Regions from separate parts of the Mus musculus genome. Here region 2 is linked to region 1. Evidence: chromatin contacts called from public promoter capture Hi-C data. All regions are on one chromosome and are shown on one strand. The core of a region is the stretch at or near the end of the contact, and the rest is flanking DNA. Distances in the headings are between cores, read along the strand shown. Region 1 holds the start of Myh1 (myosin, heavy polypeptide 1, skeletal muscle, adult). Region 2 holds the start of Dhrs7c (dehydrogenase/reductase (SDR family) member 7C).

Evidence for each region. Promoter capture Hi-C pulls out the DNA fragments that hold promoters and counts their contacts.
Region 2: a contact with region 1 is called in a promoter capture Hi-C map of neural stem cells. The contact joins the promoter of Dhrs7c here to the promoter of Myh1 in region 1. A contact is called at or near these places in 6 of 39 promoter capture datasets (the 3T3-L1 cell line, hippocampal neurons, neural stem cells and 2 more).

What each region holds. Positions count from the first base shown.
Region 1 is chr11:67,198,335-67,203,857 of GRCm38.p6, reverse strand. Myh1 (myosin, heavy polypeptide 1, skeletal muscle, adult) reads right to left here and starts at 3,756. Exons shown (of 40, transcript NM_030679.2): 1 at 3,734-3,756; 2 at 3,416-3,448; 3 at 1,773-2,016; 4 at 1,541-1,684; 5 at 1,269-1,425; 6 at 255-282. The coding sequence starts at 1,976.
Region 2 is chr11:67,795,512-67,801,262 of GRCm38.p6, reverse strand. Dhrs7c (dehydrogenase/reductase (SDR family) member 7C) reads right to left here and starts at 2,992. Exons shown (of 7, transcript NM_001013013.2): 1 at 2,860-2,992; 2 at 2,484-2,643. The coding sequence starts at 2,637.

The DNA.
Region 1 (5,523 bases), core at 2,507-5,006:
AAATTTTACGTTCCCTGCTCCCAGGAATGCCACATGGACAGCGCTCTCAAGGCTATACTGACCAGCAGGATAAATTGCAGAGTTCTTGTTTTATATCTGGACTCCATCTACCCTTTACAACGAAGTGAAAGTGGACTCTAGGTCCTCGCTGGTCTCATCATTTCTTTAGTACTACCTAATTTTTTCCTTGGGTTTATTTTTCATTTTCCCAGTGAGAGGAAAACACCAGTAAGTTTCAGAATAGAAATACATACGTGATCAAAATAGACTGGTTCTCCCGATCTGAAAGAGAAAGCAGTGTGTGGCCAGCACATAAGTCAGTCACATACACTCTTCTTGAGTTGCTAAGTATCATATTTTGCATGGATTTTTTTTCACAATATTATTGTAAAGTTATAGATGGGATTTAGTCTCTAGTCTTTCAAGTTAAGGAAGAAAGCAATAAATTGCTGTCATGACTACATCATCACAGAGGAATACCCTATTGGCTTCATATAAAGGAAAGTATATTCCAAAGTCAGTTCCTTCCACCCCCTCCCCCTCCCCCTCCCCCTCCCCTCAGTCACCATCAGTAGATTTTAATGGCACACTTGCCACTGATTAATAGCTACTGCTAGAAATGCATCGTGTGCGGCTACAGGTGGGAATGGTGATGTTCAAACCAAGGTTAATACTGCATTTCTAAATGGGTGAAAACATTTCCTCTTCCTGTGGCCCCAGAATACAACCTTGTGAATGGTCTTCCTTGAATTGTTAAAGAATGATCAGGAAGACATACCTCAAAGTGAATTTTTTTTTTTGCAGGGTGAACACATCTGATTATAAGCATGAGGGATCCCAAACACCCCCTTCTCTAAGGAGAAGCCACCATCTAGGATATGATGACTTTTAAAATGGCAGTACTTCTAAAAGTAGCCAGTCCATGCAAGGAGCAAATGAAGCAGTGAGGGGGGTGGGGTCAATGACGTGATTTGCACTTCTAGTCAAGCAGTGTGTCCCTCAGTTATCATTTCTCATTATTCAATACACAAAGTAAAGCATGACTCTAGGTCGCTGAGTACCAGGGTGGAATTGCAAGTGGAGTTTAGTCCCTGGCTTGATAGTGCCTACCTCCCACCCGCCCCCCAGCTCTGCTTTTGGCAACTTTCCTAAACAATTAGAACATCATGAACAATCACAAACAACTGGTTCTTTCTTAAGGTCTTTTGGACTCTGATATTGTTGGGTTATAGGTGATAATTCATATGAAAAAAATTTGTGCCACTCACCTGTCAGCATGAACTGGTAGGCATTGTCAGAGATGGAGAAGATGTGGGGTGGGGCCTCCTGGCGCTTTTTGCCTCTGTAGGCTGCCACCACCTCTGCGTTATACACTGGCAGCCACTTGTAGGGGTTGACAGTGACGCAGAACAGGCCCGAGTAGGTCTGCATCAAGAGAGGGGACATAATTATTGAATGGGGCATTCATTATCTACTTTTAAAAAAAAAAGGAAAAAACATATTAACTCTCTTAATCAAAAGTCCAGGATAGCGAACTCACGTAGATCATCCAGGCTGCATAACGCTCTTTGAGGTTGTACAGCACAGCGGGCTCATGCAGGTGGGTCATCATGGCCATGTCCTCGATCTTGTCGTACTTGGGAGGGTTCATGGGGTAGACCTGATCATCTTTTACTGTTACAGTCTGTCCATAAACAAGAGATATTAAGTTAGGAACTAAGTCAAACTAGCCCCGCAGTGTAGTGTCCCCAGCTCTAGATGTTTTTACTCACAGTTCCGCCTTCGGTCTTGGCTGTCACCTTCCCCCCTTCCCTGCTCTGCACCGTTGCTTTTACAAAAGACTCCTTAGCATCCACCACAAACACCGATGACTTGGCGTCAAAAGGCTTGTTCTGAGCCTCGATTCGCTCCTTTTCAGACTTCCGGAGGTAAGGAGCAGCCTCCCCGAAAACGGCCATCTCGGCGTCGGAACTCATGGCTGCGGGCTATTGGTTGCAGCCCAGTGAGAGAGCCTGCCTGGCAGAGAGAGAAATGGTAGAAATTCAGAAACTATTAGAATCACATGCATTTTTTTTTTCATTCCCTGACAGTTAGGTGAATGCATTGCACTGGGCCTAACCATCTCCCTGGCTGTGGTGTGGCTGAAATGTCAGACTCCTTGTTCCTTGCCAGTGCTGACAAGTACTTAATCATGCATTTGGAAAGGAATTGTTTGTGGCTCGCCTACTGTGTGAGATGTCTACTGCTTCCTGCACCTCGTTTGTTGTATATAATTGTGATTTATATACACACAATATATAGAAGCTGCCTACCACTGGCTTCTATAAAACACAGAGGACAGGGGATGCTAAGATGTTCTCTGGCTCTTTATACTTTTCTCCTTCCCCGTTGCATTTCCAGCACCTAGCAGCAAGCAGGGAGTCCTTCTCTTTCTGGCAGCCTTCACACCTCTGAGAACACATGCTGGATGCAGAGAAGGGCTGGGAGCTGGCTGCCTCGTTAAAAAGAACAACAGAGCTAAAGTTTTAGGGTCTCTCTGGCATGTGGAGCGTTTGGGATTCCCACACTCCAGACTCAGCAGTTACAAGGATTGCACACTAGAGTAGAAAGCAGAAATGTGAAGAACCTGGTTCAGCATTAGTGTGTTAAAATGACAGTTTATTTTTCCCTCTATCTGCATTTTGACAAACTTTATTATGTTTTTTGGTGTTCTTTTACTCATACTATTTTGAATATTTCCCTCAACTTTTTCCTTTAAGGTTAACTTCTTGCCATGCACGAACTCCGTGGATAGTCATCCTATGTAATCCATATTGTAATTTTAAAAGATACCCTTTTCCGGGAAAGCTCCATTGGGAAACTTTTTTTTTCCCATTTCTCCATTCAAATTGCAATCACTGGTACCAAAATTGAAGTACTCTGTCTTGCTGAAACCGCTTTCTCACCATTTAAATTTTTATTTGACAGACTATGAGACAACATGCAGGTTTGTACTTTGGTAAGTCAAGGGTTGATCCATTCCATCTGTCCATTTAGACGTCATCTCACTGTCTCATTCATTAGTGCTAAAAAGCTGTAGCATAGAATGCTCGTGGATTTTTTTTTTCTTTTGAAAGGAGCAAACTGAGTTTGCATGTTGCAATTGCTTCAAAGACAAACTCCAAAGCTAGATATAGAAAGTCTCATGCACGGAATCCCCAGGACTCTGAGAGAGCATCACACGTGCGGCAAAGGATCTGTGTTAATGAGACCCGGTTTCCTGAGCTCCCCCTCAGAGTTTTTCAGCAGAAGCGTGATAAGCCAAGACACTGAAACGCTTTTCATTCTTCAACCCCAACAGACACTTTGCAAATACAAAAGAAGATTGCTTGCATTCAGAATGAAGAAAAAACAGGAAGGGAGGGGAAGACCTTACCTTTAGGGATGCAACTTCGACCGTGGGTCCAAACTGTAATTGAAAAAAAAAAAAAGAGAGAGAGAGAAAGAAAGAAAGAAAAAAGCTAATGCCTTCGGATTAAATGCTAGTGTCTCCCAATAAGAGCACAGTTCTTATCTGAAGGAACCAGGAAATGGCTGGGAAGACCAAGACATCTAATTACAATTGCTACAGAGTAACTTGGTGCTTCACTGAAGGAACTGCCAAGGGCAGCAGCAGCCAGGATGTGTGGCATGCACACCAGCAGCCAGGCATCCCTTCCCGTCCACACAGAGCCCTGTCCTCACACACTCTTACCTTGAAGCTTTATGAGGAAAGACAAGTCACTCTCATTCCAAGGGGTACTTTTATAGGATCAAATATGGAAAACACGTAACCTCCTCCTCTTTCTTAAAACATATTTGGCAAAATGTGTTTTTGGCAAGGAAGGTCTCCAAGCCTAATTCCCCTCATATTAAGGATGTTTGGATATAATTAGAAATATTCCCTCTCACATTGGGTTAAGTATATGAATCAATCTCCTATAAATAATTTGAGTTGTTGGTGATAGGAAAACGATCCGTCCTTGGAATAATGTAAGGTGTTGTTTCAGAGACTGCTGAGTTCTGGAATCCGTGCACTTTGTTGCCTGGAGTTCTTCTGTTTCACTGAGTGCCCTCTGTGAAGGCTCATCAGCTGCCACACAATTGCAATATTAAACCAAGGAAGCTTTCTGCTCCTCAGTGTAGCTGCAACAACTGTTGCTTCCTCCCAAGAAGACAGGTTTGGTTTGGTTTTGTTTTCAATTCATTGTCCCTTTTGAAGGATGCTTCAAAGCTTAATTTTAAAATCTGGTTGATGAAGAACAGCCAAAGAAAGACAGCTGCTTTTGTTTCCTCCAGTCAGTCACCTCTGACTCACTGTCAAATCATCCCCTACCAAATCCTGACCTACCCCCAAACCGTTGCCTAGCCACACACTCATTCTCTCACTAAAAACAAAGGAACAAATGAACAAACAACCTCAAGTTGCTTGTGAAAACCTGTTTCCTCTATGAAAATGGATGTGAGAAAATTTTTTAAAATGGGATTTCTGTCTATAAGTGCCAGTAAGTTTGACTTCTCCAGCAGCCTCGGTGGTATATATTTAAATTTTCACTTACAAATAACACCTGAACATTGTTTCCTATTTTAACTCCTGTTTGCTTTGCTGTCTGAATGGCCTGGAATCTTCTCTCCTAGCTAATGTTGCATGACTGAGACTGAGCCCCCAGGGTCTTGTTTTGCAGATTGCCATGTGTGAACGTAGGTATCTAGAGATGCAGATATGATTTCACTACTGCAAGGGACTGTGTGACCCACATTCCTCATCCTTCTAACAAAGCAACCAAGCTCAAAGAAGAGAGGACAATCTACTCTCAGAGGAGAGTCACACAGTGGTTTGGACTCTGAGCTAATTGATCTGTAGCCCAGCACTCTGGATGGTGACACTCTATCTAGAGCAGATTGAAGACACCAAGAAGGGTCTTGAAGAACTTTGCATCCGCTGGGAGCTTCCTAGACAGCTATTAGCTGCTTTGCTCCCTCAGGTACATCACTTTGCTTCTTATGTATCTGTTTCTCTATTAGATATCTGTAAAACGCGACTAACAGTTCTTAGAGCAAATGCTTTCATAATTCTCTGAATAGGATTTGATGGAAATTTTAAGATGAACTTTGGTTCTACTGGCGGGGGTGGGGGTGGGGTTACTTTTCAGAGAGGAGAAAGCGAAGCTTTGGTTTGCTGATGTTGTTGTTGTTACTACCAAGCTATAAGAGACTTAAGCATTGATAGGTGACATGGGGGGAAAAAACGAGAGAAGAGCCACTACATCGAGAAGAGCAATCCTGTGCTCTTCCACAACACCAGTACAAACCACCTTACCTGGGAAGTTGCCTCCACATGTCTTCATTTAAATCAGTTTCAGACTTGCCACTTAAGCTAAGACCTTAAGCCAAGACAATTTTCTTTTGGCTCAGTTGAGAAGTTAGCATTTAGCTTTTACCAGGTACTGTCTAGGAAGACTGTGTTTTTAGCAGTGCATCAAGGTTGTTTCCAGCTCTAATATG
Region 2 (5,751 bases), core at 1,743-4,242, 600 kb before region 1:
TACACGCTGTCAGGGAGTGGCAATAAAAGACAACAGTGATCAGAACCTTGACAGTTCAGGCTTCGTTCTTCTGCGGACACCCCGTGGTGCATTTCCTGGGGTCCTGACTTCCATGTGACTATAACCCGATGATCTTAAAAAAGTAATAAATGAGATTTTTGAAATAAATACACGGGGCTCTTACCAAAGAGAGAATAGAGGTTCCATGTAGTAACAGTACATTACAAGGACAGAGGATCCGAACAGCATCTTCAATGACAAGGTGCAGCTAATATTTGTAAGACCATCTACCCAACCACAGCAATGGGCACATTCTTTCCCTCTCCCCCCCAACCTCTGCCTCCCATCCCGAGGAACAGACAGCATAACAGACCACAGCCAGTGAACTGAATCGTGCAGAGTTCCTGACCAAATTGGAACCAAAGTGACAATCAATTAAAGCAATATTCACAAACATACTTAACTGGGTGCTTTCCCTGATTAAATGGCTTCCAAAGGCTGGTCCTTAAACACACTGGTGAGTTTATCATTATTGTGAACAAATCCTGTCAGGAGCAATTTATGGTTTGGTCCAGCTTTGGGAGGATCCATTTGGACCAGGAAGGCACAGGACAACAGCTGGGTCTGTGGTGATGGAAGTGGGAGAGGACAAGAAGCTATGGGGAAGGTGGGGTCAAGTGTGGGGGAGGGGAGTCTAGAAGCTATAACCTCTACACACTTGTACCTCATGACCTTCTTCTGCCAGTTAGGCCCTTCCTCTAGACCAGTGGTTCTCAAACTTCTTAATGCTACCACCCTTTATTACAGTTCTCTGTTGTGGTGACTACCCCAACCACAAAATTATTTTTGTTGCTACTTCATAACTGTAATTTTCCTGCTGTTACAAATCATGATGTAAATATCTGTGTTTTGCAATGGTCTCTGGGGAGGCTGTGACCCACAGATTGAGAAACACTGTGACATAACTCTAGAGACCCCACAGCTTCCAAAATAGCATTCAAAGCATGAGTCTGTGAGGGGTCCTTACAGATTCAGAACAAAATTAAAGAAACCTTTTGAGTGTTTACTAGAAGAGAAACATTGAGGTGGGTGTGGGGTATCAGGGTGAAGGACACCAGCCTTAGGTTGTGAGAAGGCAGGTCTCGGCACGGGGGGGGGGGGCACCTGAAGGGACAGAACAGATAAGGTGTCAGGGAAGGCTCCAGGGACCAGGCCTGCATCTAGACAAACAACTTGTAGAAAGTCTGTCCTATGAATAAACAGCTTCCGGTGGGCTGCTCTCATCTCTTTTCCAACAGCACTGTGGTCTTGCGACTGGTCTGATGGGCAAACTAGAGCGTCCTGGCTGGCCCTCGAGAAGGCTAAGTTTTGGGTTTGTGAATCTGTTCATCTCTTTAAAGCCAACCCTAACAAGTCAGGATAGTCTCTTAGGAAATAACTTCAGAGGACACACCCACTATGCTTAATGTCTTCACCTGCCAAGGCTGACCCAAAGCAGACACTCACTGAGACCTCACCCCGCCTGTCAGCTGGAAGACAAGCTCGCTCTGATGACTTCCAAGAGAAGAAGCAGCAGTCTCAGGGAGAAACCGCAGAGACAGGGCATAAAGGCTCTTCCAATGGCCAAGCCACGGGAGGAAGTGCTCCCACCTCCAAGACTCTAGAACCCGTGTGGACCTATTGACACCCGAGTGTCAATTGAGTGACTAGTGGCTGGGTGTGGTCTATGCTGGATTAAGTAACAAAACCTAGAGCAGAAAGTGTCATGAATTTATATAATAGGGTTAAGGTGCCGTTGTTAGGAATAACAAAATCCCGCTAAACCCAAAGGGCAGCCCAGTCACAGATGCAACAGGAAGGGCCCGGAAGACTGTCTAACTTAGAGATTGTGAATGAAAATGCTTTCAAGACTAGTAGGTGAGATGGTGGGAAGCAGTGACTGAGTGTGATGGAGAGTGTGACACATGGAGATGAGCTGGGTGAACTCTGAAAAAAAATCGTGTTCAACCTGACCATCTCTAACAACATGAGAATGGTGGCCACTGCTACTCCGACTCCCACCCTTGTGCAGATTTCTTTGTTGCTCACAACTGCATTCCAAAGTGGAGGCTGCCGTCATCCTCCATCTATCCCCTGGGACAGTCAACTCCTATAGCTGAAGACACCTGCTAGTTAAGCATTGGAACCAGAACTGGAATCCAGCATCCTACTCTGGTCTCATATACAGTACACAGCATCAACTAAGGGCTTAGCATTTCAAAATTTCTGGAAATTCCTAAGCAGTCAAACCCAATATTTTCTAACATCAAACTGTGAGTTGGCAACCCCTGCCATTCTAACCCTGCCGTTCACCTGGCAAGAAAGCTTCAGACTCCTAAACAGAAGTTGACTCCTCTCTACCAACGGATATGCCCCATCCCATCCTGCCTCCAGGTCCCCTGAGGGCAGAGATGGTTACAGGTTCCCCGGGAAAGCCAGCTTACCCTTTCCCAGTCCTGAGATGGCATCTGTGATGACCACCACTTTGTTCTGCACGGCAGACTTCGACCACAGCCTGGATGCCTCCTGGTAAATGAAGAGGAGGCCGCTGATTCCCAGCAGCAGCAGGGGTAGCATCAGGACAGCCATGAGCCCCATCTTGCTCTGCAGGACAGCGGGATGACAAAGGATTGGCTTTGCAGAGACCCTGGTTGCAACCCCCAGGGCAGGGGGAGGTTTAAGCCAACAGCATCCATTCCCTCCAAGCTCAGAGTCTCTCCTCCAGGGAGTTGGGTTCTGCAGGCTCCGGGGAGGTCCTTCCCAGCTGAGTGGCAAGGAGCATGCGAGTCCCCAAATGCTCAACAAATAGAAATTACTCACCACGTCTTCACACTGAAGGAGTCCAGGGGTCCTGCTCTCCCCTAAGGGTAATTACAAATTTAATTAAAATGGGTCTGCATTTTTGGAAGGAAAATCCATGTGTTAAGGCCACTCGCTTGGGCTCTAATGGTTATTTATAGCTCTCAGTTGTACTAAAGGGCTTTTCAGGGTAAATATAGTGTCTATTCTGATATCCAGGGACACATGCTGGCCGGGTCTGATTTCAGGGTTCTTGCCAGGACTTTTAAAGCTCTGCTGGCTGGTGGGACTATTAGAGTTTCCTCTCCGGCTTGGGCCGGGAGTCGATGCCAGGAACTCCTGGGATTGTCCGCACAAATGCCTGTGCCTTTCTTTCCTGTGAGGGGTCCCTGCAGGTGGTTCGGTCCTAGGTGGTCACTGAGCCATCTGGCTTTCCCTTCCTGAGTGGGGATGTGGAAGAGAAGCAAGGAAAGCTGGTCTGAGGGATGGAAGCTACAAAAAACCAGCCATGGCATTAAAGAGAACTGTTTAGAGCAGTGGTTCTCAACCTTCCTAATACTGCGGCCCTTTAATACAGCCCCTCACAGTGTAGTGACCCCTCCAACCATTAAATTATTTTCATTGCTACTTCATAACTTTAATTTTGCTACTGTTATGAATCATCAGGTAACTATCTATGGCTTCCCATGGTCTTAGGCCACCCCTGTGAAAGAGTCATTTGTCTCCCAGAGGGGTTACAACCCACAGGTTGAGAACCACTGGTTTCGAGCATGCTTCTTGCTTTTGTGAGTTATATGTTTCTTGTCTCTAAAATGGGGATGATAGTTTTATTTTGTAGATATGTCGGGGCACCAAAGAAGATCTTGCCTATCTTGAACCTGGCATAGATTCTGAGAGTCAAGGAGGTAACTATTGCTCTCTTTTGTAATTAAATAATTCAAGATGTTAAATAATTTAATTATATGAGGAACTCAATATGACTAAAACTATCACAACCCCAGCACGTGTGTCCAGCATCCTGTTTGTTATGTACTTATTATTTATTTATATATGTGGGTGCTTATGTGAGTATATACCACATTTGTGGGTGCCTGTGTAGTGTGTTAGATCCCCTAGAGCTGGGGTTGTGGTCACAGGTGGTTGTGAGTTATCTGACCCAGACGCCGGGAACCAAACTTGGGTCCTCTATAAGAGCAGCAAGAACTCTTATGTGCTGAACCATTTTCTCCAGCCACACGACATTTATACTGTAAAGAAAATAGAGCTGTCCAGAAAGTGAGGCTGGGGTGGGAGTAAGGATTGGGTAGGTGGTGGGTGGAGGAGGAGAGCAGCAGAAACTGCATTTCTTAGAAACCAGGAACATCCGGGAGTATTACAGACCTCATCGCTCGCTGCACTGGCATTTAGTGTCTGCATTAGGAATGCATAGCGCTGATGACGCCCGCCATGACAAACTGATCACATTCGTGTGACCAGCACCCACACCAACAAGCATCGTATAAACATCGCTCTGTTGTGTCTCCTTCCGAGCTGCAACTACTTTACAATCTTTAAATGAGTGTATTAGTTTGTCTCTGTGTCTCTGTGTCTCTGTGTGTCTTTTCCTTTCTAGACTCTATTTAAATAGAACTGCAGAGTTGACACTCCTGCTCAGCATCACATTTGTGGGATCCATCTACACCGCCGTAGACAATAGGAACCCATTGGTATTTATCCTGTGTGCCCATCTCATGTTTCCAGTTTGTTCTTCTGAGAGTGGGCATGGGCAGGCACCCTGGGGCAGGTATGCTTTGTATGTTTCTTATGAGACAACGAAAAGGCATTGCACTGCAATGGAGATGTGATGAGGGATGGGTGACAGCTGGGGTTAGGAAGGTCCTCAAACAGAGTCTAAGACAAGGGGTTGAGAGCACAGTTGGGTCTGTCAGTCTGGAACATATCTGGGAAGGTTTAGGCAAGGATATCTATTTGGGAGCTATCACAGGTAGGTAGGACAGCCATGCGATCTGAGCTAGACCTTTGAAGGAACATACATATATCTCCAGGCTGAGCTCTTGGGGACTTGGATGTTTAAAGGGTGGGGACTGGAGGATGAATCAGAGGAGTGGCCAGTGTTCTGGCAGAGACCAAGGAGCGTAAGTGTTTTGGGAGCGTATGAAGGCTGTCTTGGGGAGACTGCTGAATTAAAAAATCAGCAAGCCACAGACCTGAGGCTGCTGTGTGCTATGTGTTCCTTGGTAGCAAACTGGGATTGAATTTAGGAGGTTACGGGTTATTCTGTTTTAGAGGCAAATAACCAAGTTTTACCCAGTCACAAACAACCTAGCCGATTGCAGACAACTGACTAGCCCATGCCCCCAAAGGCCCAATTTACTCACTGGAGCGGACCCAGTGCTTTCTCTATGTGCCTTCCAGGGTCTCCGGTCGCAGCCTGCTGCTCGAGTGGCTGGAACTGCTGAGTTATGAGTCTTGCCCAATTCATGAATCATTCTTCGGTCAAATAAACCCTGCTAAGGTTAATTTAGTTAATTTGCTGAATATTTTTTTTTCTTCAAACAGCTGATTATCTGTGTTGGAAATTGCTGCTTGGCCAAGTGAAGCCAGGGCCTGAGAAGTGACTGTGCTTTTAGCAGTGACTGAAAGGAGTCTCTCAGGTCAAGGGCACCTTGCATGTTCGGCTCTGCAGTGGACGTACTGTCAGTAGTTCTGCAATGCACTGGCACGGCCTGGTGCTTCCCGACTCACCCACACTCCCTAGACCTTAGGCTTTGAAACCCATCTTCCGAATAGCTTAATATTTGGAGGGAAATGGTTACAATCTTGAAAGATGGTCCCAGTACAGCCTGCAAGTCCTTAATCAAGTAACTGAAATATACTAGGCCCCTTCCACATCGGCTCATGGCCCTGTTAGGA